Linked DNA regions of Canis lupus: region 1 is linked to region 2. The links are chromatin contacts, called in public Hi-C maps. All regions are on one chromosome and are shown on one strand. Each heading gives the region's core, a stretch centred on a gene start, on an enhancer-like site or on the middle of the called end of the contact. The rest is flanking DNA. Distances are from core to core; before and after follow the strand shown. Region 1 holds the start of TM7SF3 (transmembrane 7 superfamily member 3). Region 2 holds the start of LOC102152522.

Region 1 (6,850 bases), core at 2,252-4,751, 850 kb after region 2:
ATGACTCTGAAATAACCTTCTGCTTATTTAGCTTCTCAATTTATCTCAAGAATGTATTTTTTTCTGTAGAAGTCTTTACATAGTCCATTATAATTACTCCTAAATATTCTATGTTTAGAAAATAGATTTCTCTTTTTCTCTTTTAAATTTCAATTTCTAGTTGTCTCTTCAGCAACTTGCCTTTTTAAAAAGTTCTCCAGGTGATTCTAATGTTCAGTCAAGTCTGAGAATTCCTAACACAATGTTTGATGAATTAGGAAAGGATAAGTATATTTTTTCCTATTCTTGGTCATCCTTAACCTAACTTCTGTGTGAAAATCCTTTGGCAGTATTACCTTGGCAGTCTATTAGCCACTTCACAATTTTTATAGAAGATTGCATATTCACCAAACCAGTTGTGGTCTGACTCTTGGCTATGCAGGGCTTTGTTATATTTGACACACTGGTGTCTAGTACAGTACCAGTCACACAGCTGCCACATAGAAAAGGTTTGGTGAATGATGGTTGAACTTTATGACCTCTGGGCCTCAGTCTCCCCAGGTGAAATGGAGGTCATGTACTTCATACATCATTTGGCTGTTGAAATATAAAACAGGAAAAAAAATTCTTAACTGTCCAATGTTACACAATAAAGTAGCATTATTAACTTCCTTTAGCTTTCCAGGACTTCAGAGACTCATCTCCTTATTAAAAGAAAGAAGTCAGGCATTCCATATGGCCCTACAAATAAACTAGAAGAGAGAAAAGGATTATACATGCCCAGTATGTCCATCATAAACATCAAACGAGAAAGAGACTTCCATGGAGCAACAAGGAAAAATATTAAAGATCAAGACTTTAACAGTATAGTCTGGCTATGTGCATTTAATTCCAACTTATAAAAACAGACACAGCAAGAGAAGACATGTATCCAAAATATATCCTGAAGAAGTTAACAGGCCATCTGGAAAGGGATTCACTTTATGAGGCATAATTAGATCTTATGACTTTGTGAGTGGGAAGGAAAAAGCACATCAAATGATATTGCAGACAAATGGCTAACATGGAGACATAGCACGGAGACTGTGGCTTCTCCTCTACAAAACAATGGCTCTGCTTTTTCTGCCAAAGATATTTTTTGCCATCTGACCCATTGCCAGGCACTCTCAGGTATTTTTCATACCCTTCCTCCATTCTTACCCAGAGCCATTTTTCTTTCCAATAATTTCTTTCTAAAAAGAGCTGCCCAAACCTAATCTTTCCCTTTTCTTTCCCAATCAGATACTAAACTTGAACCTTAAAATTATCTGGCTCTATTTTGGCATTTTTGTTTTGTTTTTACTAAAATTTACCTGTTTATGCTTTGATACAACCAAATTCTAGATCTGGGAAAATTAAGTCTTCATAATTCTCTTCAGATCAACTATTAAAAACAAAAGCAGTTCAGAATACTTAAGTTGGCCGGCATTCAGTTGGCCTCCTCATTTCTCATTTATATCTTATGAGTTTTCATTAACCCTAAAAGCTAAAAGGAAACAGAAATATACACATTATCTTTCACATACTTTTAAAAGAGATCACTTACAAGGAACCACACAAATGGCCTGCTACCTTAAATTTACTACCCACAATAATACAAATACTAGAAGGCCCACATGACATTCTGCTCAACTCCAATTACTATGTAATTCCATGTAAAGTACTGAATACGAATGCACAAGAATGACATATTAAATACAAAAGTACAGAACTAGAACAGATGTGGCTCACAGCCCTCCTGACTCAAGAGCCATGATCAACCACAAACTGAACCTTTCAAATTCTTCACCAGTTTCAATGGAGATAGCAGGGTGCCTGGGAGGCTCAGTCTGCTGAGTGCCCTACTCTTGGTTTCTGCTCAGGTCATGATCTCAGTAGGGAGCATGCTCGGGATTCTCTCTTCCTCTCCCTCTGCCCCTCCCCCTTCACGCTCACTCGCTCATGCTCTGATCTTTAAAAAATAAAATGAGAATAGCATCACCATTACCTCCCTCATAAGGCTATTTTGAGAAATGAGAATTCACAGAATTAAGTGTAACACACCATACTAAGTAAAATATTCTTATTGGAGAGCAGCTTTGTTGAAGTGGAAGGACTATGAAAATTAAAATTGCAGCAACACACACTTGGGTTCAAATATCCTCTGTGCCCCTATTAACAGTTCACCCATGTAATGAGCATCATCTAGGGCCTCAGCTTCATCCTCTGGCAAGTGAGGAGGATAATCCTCTCCTAGAGTTGTGAGGATTAGATAACAATGCCAGGGAAAGCACCTGGCAGTTATTGCACACAGTGAAATGTCAGTGCCCTATTATTATCGAGGCTATTTTTCTGCAAATATATAACTGCCCTTTTCAGCCTTAAGTCCTGGGCAATGATTCTATGATTCAGTTTGCACAAGAGCTTTTCTCAGATGAGCAGTTAGGAACACAACCACATTATTCAGAAAATACATTGGTTCAGAACTACAACTGGTCTCTTAAGCTCAAAGCGAACGTGATTAACCTCATGGAAAAGCACATGATTATCATCAGCCTAGCACAATTATTGCTTCTTTACGGTTTATATTAACAAATCACGAGCTATTAGTAAAACGCATTCACCGAGCACATGACCTATACTATCCAAAGTCCCATTCTGGGTTCACTTTTCCTTTCAAACTCCGTAGAGCATTTAACCAATTTGAAAAGCATCTAGATTCTGGAGCGTAAAGAACCGCAGCAGTTTGGAGGAACATTATTAATAAAGTCCTTAGTTCTGCACCGAGCCTCACTGTTGAGTCTCAGATATACCAGTTGAGAGCAAAAGGGTGTTTTATTTTTTTTTAAGATTTTATTCATTTATTCATGAGAGACACAGAGCGAGAGAGAGAGAGAGAGAGAGGCAGAGACACAGGCAGAGGGAGAAGCAGGCTCCATGCAGGGAGCCCGATGTGGGACTCGATCCTGGGACTCCAGGATCACAACCTGGGCCGAAGGCGGTGCTAAACCGCTGAGCCAACCGGGCTGCCCCAAAAAGGGTGTTTTAATGCGTTAAATTCAACCTACAAACACATGACTGGTACCTAAGAGAGATTAAAAACGTGCCTGCACAGGAGAGAGAGAGTTCCTTAACCCTTCCCAACTCCTCAGCCTAAATTAGGAGGCTGATGGAGAGGCCTCCTGAGCAATGAGAGTTTCCTTCAGCAGGAAAGGACCTTGATCCAGTCCCGCCGGATCCGAACTCACCACCTGCCCTGCGCGACGCACGGCTCGCGAGGGGGCCCGTGACCTCGCCAGGAACGCAAGCCTCACGTGAGGCTGCAGAGGCGCGGCGTCCCTAACCTTACCCTCGCTGGCATTCCCGACGGTCTCGGCGCCACCGGCCACGCCGGGCTCGGACGCCAGCACCGCCAGCACCAGCAGCCGAAGGAGCCCCATGGCAGCCGGCGCCCGGCCCCGCAGCCTCGCCCGCGCTAGCCCGGGGCGCTCGCGCCGGCTCCCATCCCTGGCCAGGCGCACCCGCCGCACACCTGCCCGCCCCGCAGCGCCCGCCCAGGGGCTTCCTGTTCCGGCCCAAACCCCGCAGCCCCGCTCCGCGCCTCTCCCCGCCCCCTTACGTCACCGCCGCGGGTCCCCCCCCCCCCCCCCCGCCCGCGCCACCGGGGAGCACCCGGGAGCGGCTCCAGCCCGCGCGCGCCTCCTCCCGGCGCCCCCGCGGGCTCGCTGAGCGCCGCGCCGCCCGGAGTCTTCGCGGGCCCGCGCGCGTCGGTGGGGGGACGGGGCGGGGGACCCCAGGAAGTTCTGTGATGTAACCTCCACTTCTCACTTTTGTACCTTTACCACTTACGAAAACCGCCGTTAGAATAAAAAAATAATCTTCTGTTGCGGCCTAACGTCTGCGCGCTCCTGTGGCCGCGTTTAACTGCCCTCTGCGAAGAGGAAGACTGCGAATCCTGACCTCGAAACACCCACAAATGCGGGGGACGGGGGGTGGGGTGGGGTGGGGTGGGGGGGTGGATTTTAGTTCTATAGTGATGAGCTCCCCATATAAAGATATAGTTTCATTTTCTCCTAGCAAATATCCTCGAAGCCTCAAGACCTTAACCCAACTTCCTCTCTCAAATTTTACACCTGAGGGCTGTTTAAAGGACAGTAGTCCGCGTGGCGGGTGACTTGTGGGCCAATTGTGGGATTCGAGATACAGACTCAGTTATTTAGGGGAAGAGTCCTCTGTTTTCTTCTCCCTCCTCTTTTAACTTTTCATTTGGATATTTTAATGAGCAACTATCTTGAAAAATACAAATTCAGTTATTCCACTACTAAACTAACACCCTATAGCAATCACCTTTATTTATTTATTTATTTATTTATTTATTTATTTATTTATTTTTAGCAATCATCATAATTTAAACAGGCACGACTCTCTTCCTGTTTTCCCGCCACCTGATCCAAAGGTTCACAGCTCTGGTACCACTGTCCATCCCACTGGTGTTTGTTCACTGTCCCACACGTCCTCGTTCCTAGAATTTTCAATAGATGAAATCCCAGAATGATAAGAGCGATTACAATAAAGGTAGCATTTGAATCAATGGATGCACTTAATAAACTGATAACTGATTAACTGCACCCCATGGGGGATGCAGGATTAGAACTTTATCTCACCCCAGCAAAATGAAATCCCAAAGTATTCATTAAAAGCATAAGAGAGTTGGAGGAATGCATGCTTATTTGAAGATTTATTTGTTTGAGAGAGAGAGAAAGAGAGAGCAAGTACGAGCAGGGGGAGGGGCAGAAGGAGAGGGAAAAACCGAGCTCAGCTAGGGGTCAGAGGCAGGGCTAATCCCGAAACACCAAGATTAGGACCTGGGCCAAAGTCAGATGCTTAACCAACTGAACCACCCAGACACCCTGAAATATATTCCTTTCACAAAAAACAAACTTGATCTCAGAATGGAAGGAATTTCTTTTAAAAAGAGTTTATTTAAGCAAAAATCTATTTGAATCTGGAAGCACCAAGCAGGAAGTGGTTAGAAGAATTCAAGAGAGGAACTTTCTAAGCAAAAAAAAAAAACAAAACAAAACAAAACAAAACAAAACAAAGGAGGAAATAATAAAGGATGATATTGATAGATTTGGCTACTTAAAATTTTAAATTGTATGAAAGTCGAAAAATACCAACAAATACCAACAACAATGTGAAAAGTCAAGGGGCACCGTTGGGCAACTGTTGGTTTGGGCTACAGTCATAATCTCAGGGTAGTGAGATCCACTTGTCTCGGGCTTGCACTCAGGAGCCAGCTTGAGATTCTCTCTCCCTCTCCCTCTGCCCCTCCTGCTCCTACTCCTGCTCTTTCTCTCTAAAATAAATAAGAAGAAAGAAAGAAAAGAAAGAAAGAAATCAAGTTAATGACTGAAAAAATAATAATAATAAGAGGAGAAGAAAACCAAATGGCCAATAAACAAATGAAAATCTTCCAAACTCACTAGTAACAAAAACAACAAAAATCAAATTAAGACACTAGGGGTGCCTGGGTGACTCAGTCTATTAAGCTTTTAACCTCTTGATTTCAGCTCAGGTCATGATTTCGGACCTCACGTGGGGCTCTGCACTCAGCATGGAGTCTCTTAAGATTTTCTCTCCCTTGCCCTCTGTCCCTACCCCCACTTGCACATGTTCTCTCTCTCTCTCAAAATAAGTCTTTAAAAATCTTTAAATAAAAAAAATTAAGACCTAAGTTGTAAACATTTTAGAAGAATATCCAGTGTGGATGCAAGAGCTGAGAAGTAGACATTCTAAGATAGGACCAGTGGGAGTATAAGTTAACACACTTTTTAAAGCATAATCTGCATAAAATTTTTTAAAAATATCCATACCTTTGGTGTGATAATTCCACTTTGAGATTTAAGTATGTATATATGTACAAATATTAGATATCTGTACAAAATTAGTACATAAAACTATCAAGGTATTAAAGATTTTATTTATTTGAGAGAGAGAGGACAAGGGTGTGAGGGGCAGAGGGGAAGGGACAAGCCAACTTTGCCCTGAGCAAAGAGTCCCATGTGGGGCCCAACCCCACAACCATGAGATCATAACCTGAGTCAACATCAAAGGTAGGACACTTAACTGACTGACCCACATAGGTACCCCTTAATCAAGCTTTAGAGAAAGAAAAAAAAAAAAAAACTAATCTAAGTGTCCAACAATAAGGAATTGATTAAATAACCCATAATGCATCTATGTAAGAGAATACTGTGTAGCCCTTCAAAAATCATGTTTTTAGAAGGCAACTGTGAAGTGTTTATGAAAATGCAAGTTACAAAGCAGTAAATATATGTAGTATGATCTTTATTTTGTTTTCGTTTTATTCATGTTTATAAACATACAAGAGTTGACAAAAATAAAAATGTTTAAATAGTTATCTCTAGGTGATTGGATTAAGAATGATTTTTTTTTTTTTAAAGCAGGCTGCATGCCCAGCATGCAGCCCAATGTGGGACTTGAACTCACAACCCTGACATCAAGATCTGAGCTGAGGTCAAGAGTCAGACATTTGACTGAGCCAGCCAAATGCCCCAAGCATGATTCTCTTTCCACATTTCTGCACTTTGGAAAAATTCAACATTGAATATGAATTGCTTTTGAATTAAACATTAATTTTTAAAAGATATGTATAATTTTAAAGATTTTCTTATAAAAGCATTCAGGATAGCAGTCTACCTTCCTGACTATGACACAATGGTTTTCATGATGTAGCCTCTGTCCATCTCTCCAGGTTCATGCTGCAACTAAACAATTTCTCTGTGCTGGCTACACTGAATTAATTCCAGTTTCCTGAACTCACCCCATT
Region 2 (5,970 bases), core at 1,842-4,341:
CGGCGCTAAACCGCTGGGCCACCATGGCTGCCCTTGCAGCAGATTTTAAACACCAAAGTGGAGATTTAAGGAAAGGGCTAAGAGAACACAAAGCAAAGGAGTGAGTGAGGTTAAGTTTGGGTAGGATAGTTTTGGAAGTTTTTGAGAGAGGATTTAATTTGGGTTTTGAAGCACAAGTAGGAGGCCTCCAAATAAAGGCCATTCTTCTCAAAGGCAAACATTTGAGAGTACAAAGCATATTCAGGGACATGTGGCAGTTCAGGGCAGTTCAGGGCAGCTAGGGCATCAGATACCTATTTCTGGTGGGGGACGGGGAGTCAAAGATGAGATAGAATAGAAGGGGGTGAAATGAGAAGGAAAGGTTTAAGCTTTCATGCCTGTTTCCTGTAATGGGGAGTCCCTGGCCATTTTTACCATACGATTGTGCTGGCAGTATGGCCAGTGCTTGGGGGAAAGGAAGACTGGACAAAGGCCACTGAGTAGATTCTTGCAATAATGTAGGTGAGAGATGATAAAGCCTGAAACTAGGGCAATGATTGTGGGAATGGAGAGAATGGTTTGGATTTCAACAACCATATATTGAGTGCTTACTGCGTGCCAGGTATTGTGCTTGGTGCTGAGCATACACTGATAAATAGATGACGCTAGCTCTTGCCTTGAAGAAGCTCATTCACCAGGGGACAAAGGTTACCACACCTGGCAGAGCCAGCTAAGAGCTAAAGCATTCGGGAGCTTCAAGCCTTAGCTGCATGTGTTGTGTAATCCATCACCGGTAGAATTCAGAGGGTCCCACTCATTTCTACACAGGTTCAGGAGCCATCGGACAGCTGTTCATCCTCCTTGTTCGGAAACTTACTCCATCTGCCGGGCTATTGTAGCTTGTTCTCTTTAATTCAAGGGATGGAGAAATAATCAGAATATTGTTTAATTTCAAAGAAGATATTTAAGTAGATAATTTTTTAACATAGTAAGTTGCAATCATTTAGGATAAGATGGAATTGATATTAACTCTCCTGTCAGGGGAACTCAGTTAATGCTTTAATATTGTATCTTATAATTTTATTGTGACAATAAATTCAATCAGCTTCCAAACCACTCTGAGTCTTTTCCCATTTGCAAGCATGGGATGCCAACTGCCTTTGGCTGTTTACCACCTGCTGACGTCTCCATGTCACACAGTACCTGGTGTCTGTGTGTACATATACACCAGTATACACACACTATGTCAGGGGTGATATATGCTGTGAGAAAAAAATGAGTAAAAATAAAGAATGATGGGAGAGAACTGGTATTTTATATATGGCCCTTGGGCTGCTCAGGGAGGGCCTCTCTCAAGAAGCAGCATTTGAGCAGAGATCTATTAAAGGCAGGGGGAAGGTGTGGGGTGGGATTGGAATCAGCCATCCAAACAGCTAGGGTTGAGGGTTGCAAGCAGATGGATGAGGGAGAACAAATATTCTGGGTAAGCATCAAGCTTGCCCTCTTGGAAGACGGGACAAGTGTAGATCTAGGAAGTGAAAAGCGGTAAAGGGATAGGACAGGATGTGCCCATTGATGGGACTGGAGATTTACTCCTTTAACCTGGCATTTTTCGTAAGTCATCTGAAAAAAATCCAGTGCAGAGGGATACTGATCACTGGTTGTTACAATAATGATCGGCAAGTGCCTGGGAACTTGTGAGGTTTTATCAGAAGTTTTGAGCACCATAATGGGTGATAAGATTTGTAGATGCGGATCATTGCTGTATCCCCAATGCCTGGCACATAGCAGGAGCTCGATATAAACTTGTTGAGTGCATGTTTGAAGTCTTTCTTTGCTTTTTCAGCGCTCGCTTCAGCAGCACATATATATCTTTGCCTTTTCAACTTTCAGGATATTATTAATAACTAAACTGTCTAGGACATTATGCTCACCTATCATTAAAAGGCAAACAACAATGAATTCATCTTGTGCTCTGTGAACGTCTGTTAGCTTATAGCAGTTGTCTCCAGGGTGGCCCTCGCTGTGCCCTTTACACTGGACAGAACACAACCACTCTATGATGTCTCTGCAAACACTGGCACCTGACCTGTCCAGATATTACTGGCAATGCCAGAGATCGCTTTCCATCACAAGACCAAAACCGTACTTGCAGGAGGTAGTGGTGCTTCCCTACTTTTGTTACATCGCTCGGTGTTCTCGGTTATCTAAAGGGCATCACGAATTCCAGACTCCTTCACACTAATTACTCATTTTAGATCATTTCTAAACATGCATATTTTTAGAAGTCTTACAAGACCAAATAAACCTCGACACTTCGAAAAAGTGAAAGCGTGAGATCGGACCTTTTTTTTCTCTTCCCCCCCCCCCCCCCAAGCGAAGGGATTCGTAAATAATTTTTTTAAATCAGACGTTAAAAAGATAAATCCAAAAGAAAAAAACAATCCATCCCTCCAGCTCCTAACACTGCATTAATTCCCTTCACTTTACTGCACCACGCAGAACCACTGGTGCGACAAAAAAACCTTCTTTTACCGGATACCCTGCACGCAAGGCCCCGACGGACTGGATCACAGTTAACTAGCTCCTCCGGCGCTTCACCAGTGGGCGCTCGGTCGGCAGAACGGCGGCGCGTGCGAGCGGCAGCGCCTGGGCAGCCGGGCCCTCCGCTCCGCGCCGCCGCCCGGGGCTCCCACGGCGAGACGCGGCCCGGGCGCGGGGCAGGACGGGGTCTGGCCGCAGTCCCGGCGCGCCCGGGTGTGTCCTCCTCCTCCTCCTCCTCCGCCGCCGCCGCCGCCCCCGCCCCCGCCCGGCCGCCGCAGCCCGGGCTCGACGTCCCCGCCCCCAGGCCCGCCCCGCGCCGCCGTCGACCTTCCTCTAACCCGCGCCGAGGAGGGCGGCTCGGAAACTGCTGTGTCAGAAGGGTTCGAGGAGCCCGGGGTCGGCGCCAGCTTTAATTCGGGAGGAATGACTACCTCGGGCCGGCCCGCTCGGACTCAGCAGGGAGCACCGCGTCGCAGCTGTCGGCAGGGCGCGTCCTCAGCCCCGCCCGGGGCCCTCCCCGCGGCCCTCCGCCTCCCGCCTCCCGCTCCCGCTCCCGCTCCCGGGGCGCCCGCGGCTGGGGGGGCCGACTGCGCACGCGCGGAACGCCGCGAGCGGCCGCCTCCCCGCCCCCGCCCCGCCCCGCCCCGCCCCGCCCCGCCTCACGTGCCGCGCAGCGTGCGCCTGGGCATGTGCGGGCGCACGTGACAGCGCCGCGTCCGGCTCCGGCTCCCTCACCCCGCGCGGCTGTACTTTGAACCCGGCGTGGGAGGGGGGAGGAGGGAGGGGAGGATGGGGAGGGACGCCGGCCTCCGGGAGCGTGATACCGTCCGCAGGTTTATCGCTAGGCAACCTAAGAATGCTGCTCTCTTTCCAACCCTAGAGCTCCTTGAAGATCTCAAGGCTGAGGACGTCGTTGCCCCCGCGCTTTAAGGCTCCGCGGAGCAGCGCTGGTGCGGAGACGCAGGGAGCTGGCGTGGGGCGTGGGGCGTGGGGCGGGGGGGGCGGGCCAGGGTTCCGAGGTGCACGTGGCAAACGCGGAGCCCAGAAATAGAGCCTGGGTCGCGCGCGCTGGAGCCGGCCGAGCTCTCCGGGGGTGCGGGCTCGCCCCGGGTCTCTTCGCCTGCTGGGTCACGTGAGGAGCACCCAGCTCCCGCAGAGCCGCGCGGAGGAGCCTTGCTCGGCAGAGGTGCTCGCAATCCCAGCCCCGCGGGAGGCGCCGTAGGAGGAGAAGTCCTTGTCTTTAAACTGGGGTATTACAGGGAATCGTCGGGATTTACCCTAAGTGACAGGTCTACAGGAATTGGCTCCAGGTTGAAGTTCCCCTGTGAAAACTAATGTGCGGAACACAATGACCGAACCTGTAAAGCCGCAGATGGAAGCAGGTTTCTTACGGGGCTACGCGGCAGAGCCTCATTGCTTCAGTTGTGAAACATTTGATATTCTAGGCTCACACACGTGCTTACCCATATGTAAAAGGCTTCAGGTTGAAACTGTAGCTAAAGTTTACAGCACCCTAAAAATACCCCACGGAAAAACTGTAGCAAATGGCCCTCCTTCCTACTTCCTCAATTCTAAGTGTTCCTTCTGTCCGGATTCATAGTTGGCCTCTGATCTCTTCTTTCATGGAGCGTCTTTAGAGTTCAGCCAGAACCGCATAGGCAGGGAGGGTAGAGGCAGAGGTGGAGAGCTCGCCAGACCGTGTGGGGACTTCTAAACAAAAGAAGGCACACTTCTGAGCCTCTCCAAATTGAGGAAACAGTGAAATTGTAGGGTTCTTTGTAGGGGGCCTTGAATATGGTATCCCCAGCATCTTTGATTATTGCATGCTCCATGCCATGTTTTAGAAAGGCGTTACCTGACCATCCTTCCATCTCCACCAACAGAACATACTCTGCCTCTTAGGACCTCACACGGACTGGCTCAACTCATGTCATGAGCAAAGCTCAGACTGTCTCCTGTGACCTCATTATTATTGCTATGGGGTAATAACGTAAAGAGCAGTGGATTCAGAACCAAAACATCTGGTTCCAGTCCTGATTCTGCTGCTTACTGAGCTACGTGACCTTGGACTAGTTGCTTGCTTCAGCTTCCTCCCGGAGGTTTTAAAAAATAGACTTTAGGATTCCTTGTTTCCCTTTAGAACTGCTCTCTCTTTTATTTCCCCTTTGGGTACTGAGTAAAGAACCTGGGTCATCATGCCCTTAAAGGGAAAGAAATCCCCCTTAGTTCCTTCCGTAAGAGAGAGAGGTGGTTGAGGTGAGAGCAAGCTGCTTGTGGGGTACTAAGTACTCCCCCCCCCACACACCTACCACATTAGAAATTATCATGCTATAAATGCTGTCCTTTGCAGTAGGAAATACCATTACCTGCTCCTCAGTCCCAACTTACAGTTCAGGGTCTCAGGAGAAGATGATGGTGAGAGCCAGTACAGCAGTCAAGTTCTAAAGAGACTGAGAAATGAGGAAATCAGTGCTCAGACCTTAGTCAAATGTAACTAATCAAACCCCTGGTGCTCAGCACAGGACCAGAGTATATAAGAACCTTCTCCTTGGAGATGGCTCCATGGACTCATTCACCCAGCTACTCTAGGCCTCTGACATTTGCAGATGAAGGTAGCCTGCCTCACCCCCTAGTGTTGTATTCACTTCTGTAGAGCACCTACTATGTTGCACTGTCACTTATTTTCATGTAGGTCTGTCACCCCCACTAGACTTTGAGATCTTCAGAGATTATTAGTCTTTGGTTTTCCAGCACTATCACAGCACTTCATATATAGTTGGAGCAAAACAAATGCCTGTATCCCCATACCCACTGTTCATTGAATTTTATAGGCTCATGGAGAAAAGTCTGTTGCTTTTCAGTAGAGAGTCTGAAACCTCTTACCAGAAGCTCTCTGATGGGTGTGACTAAATTCAGAGGCATCATTCGGGCCTACACACCTCTCTGCCAGTTCCTCAGAATGCCTTTTGCTGGTAACTGCCACCCCAGATTTCCAAAATTCAAAAGTGGAGGAAATTATACACCAGAAGCAGGGCCAGGGTCATCATGAATTAAAAAGCTAAATCAGTTTTCACTAATGACCCTCAGTCCCCTATTCCTATCAATTTGAGAGAAAGAAATGATCAAATAAAAGAATTCCTTTCTGTCTTGGAAAGGTCTTTATTCTGTGGCTAGGTGTGGGATAAAGCCATTAGCAAGCTGCTTTTTTATGTAATAAGATGATCAAAAAGTATACAAAATATCTGAGGCTTTTGCGTAAGTGTTCTGGTAAGGAACATTGTTGAGAATGTGAAAAAGGAAATAAAGAAAAAAGGTTGTGGGAGAAATGTGTTACTGATTCTACAAGCTCACACAGTTTAAGAAAGTGCCCCTCAGGTACTTCTGTTAGAGCCTATTTATTCTAATTCTAAACACATCTCAAATAGGTGTAGTTTTGGTTAAATGGTT

Evidence for each region. Hi-C and Micro-C count contacts between places; a contact is called where the count stands out from the background.
Region 1: a Hi-C map of blood shows a contact between it and region 2, with 4 times the contacts expected there. The contact joins the promoter of TM7SF3 here to the promoter of LOC102152522 in region 2. A contact is called at or near these places in 2 of 9 Hi-C or Micro-C datasets (amygdala and blood).

What each region holds. Positions count from the first base shown.
Region 1 is chr27:25,920,018-25,926,867 of UU_Cfam_GSD_1.0, forward strand. TM7SF3 (transmembrane 7 superfamily member 3) reads right to left here and starts at 3,502. Exons shown (of 13, transcript XM_038577124.1): 1 at 3,347-3,502. The coding sequence starts at 3,437.
Region 2 is chr27:25,072,052-25,078,021 of UU_Cfam_GSD_1.0, forward strand. It overlaps LOC102152522, which reads right to left and starts at 3,092. Exons shown (of 6, transcript XR_005379948.1): 1 at 2,955-3,092; 2 at 592-886.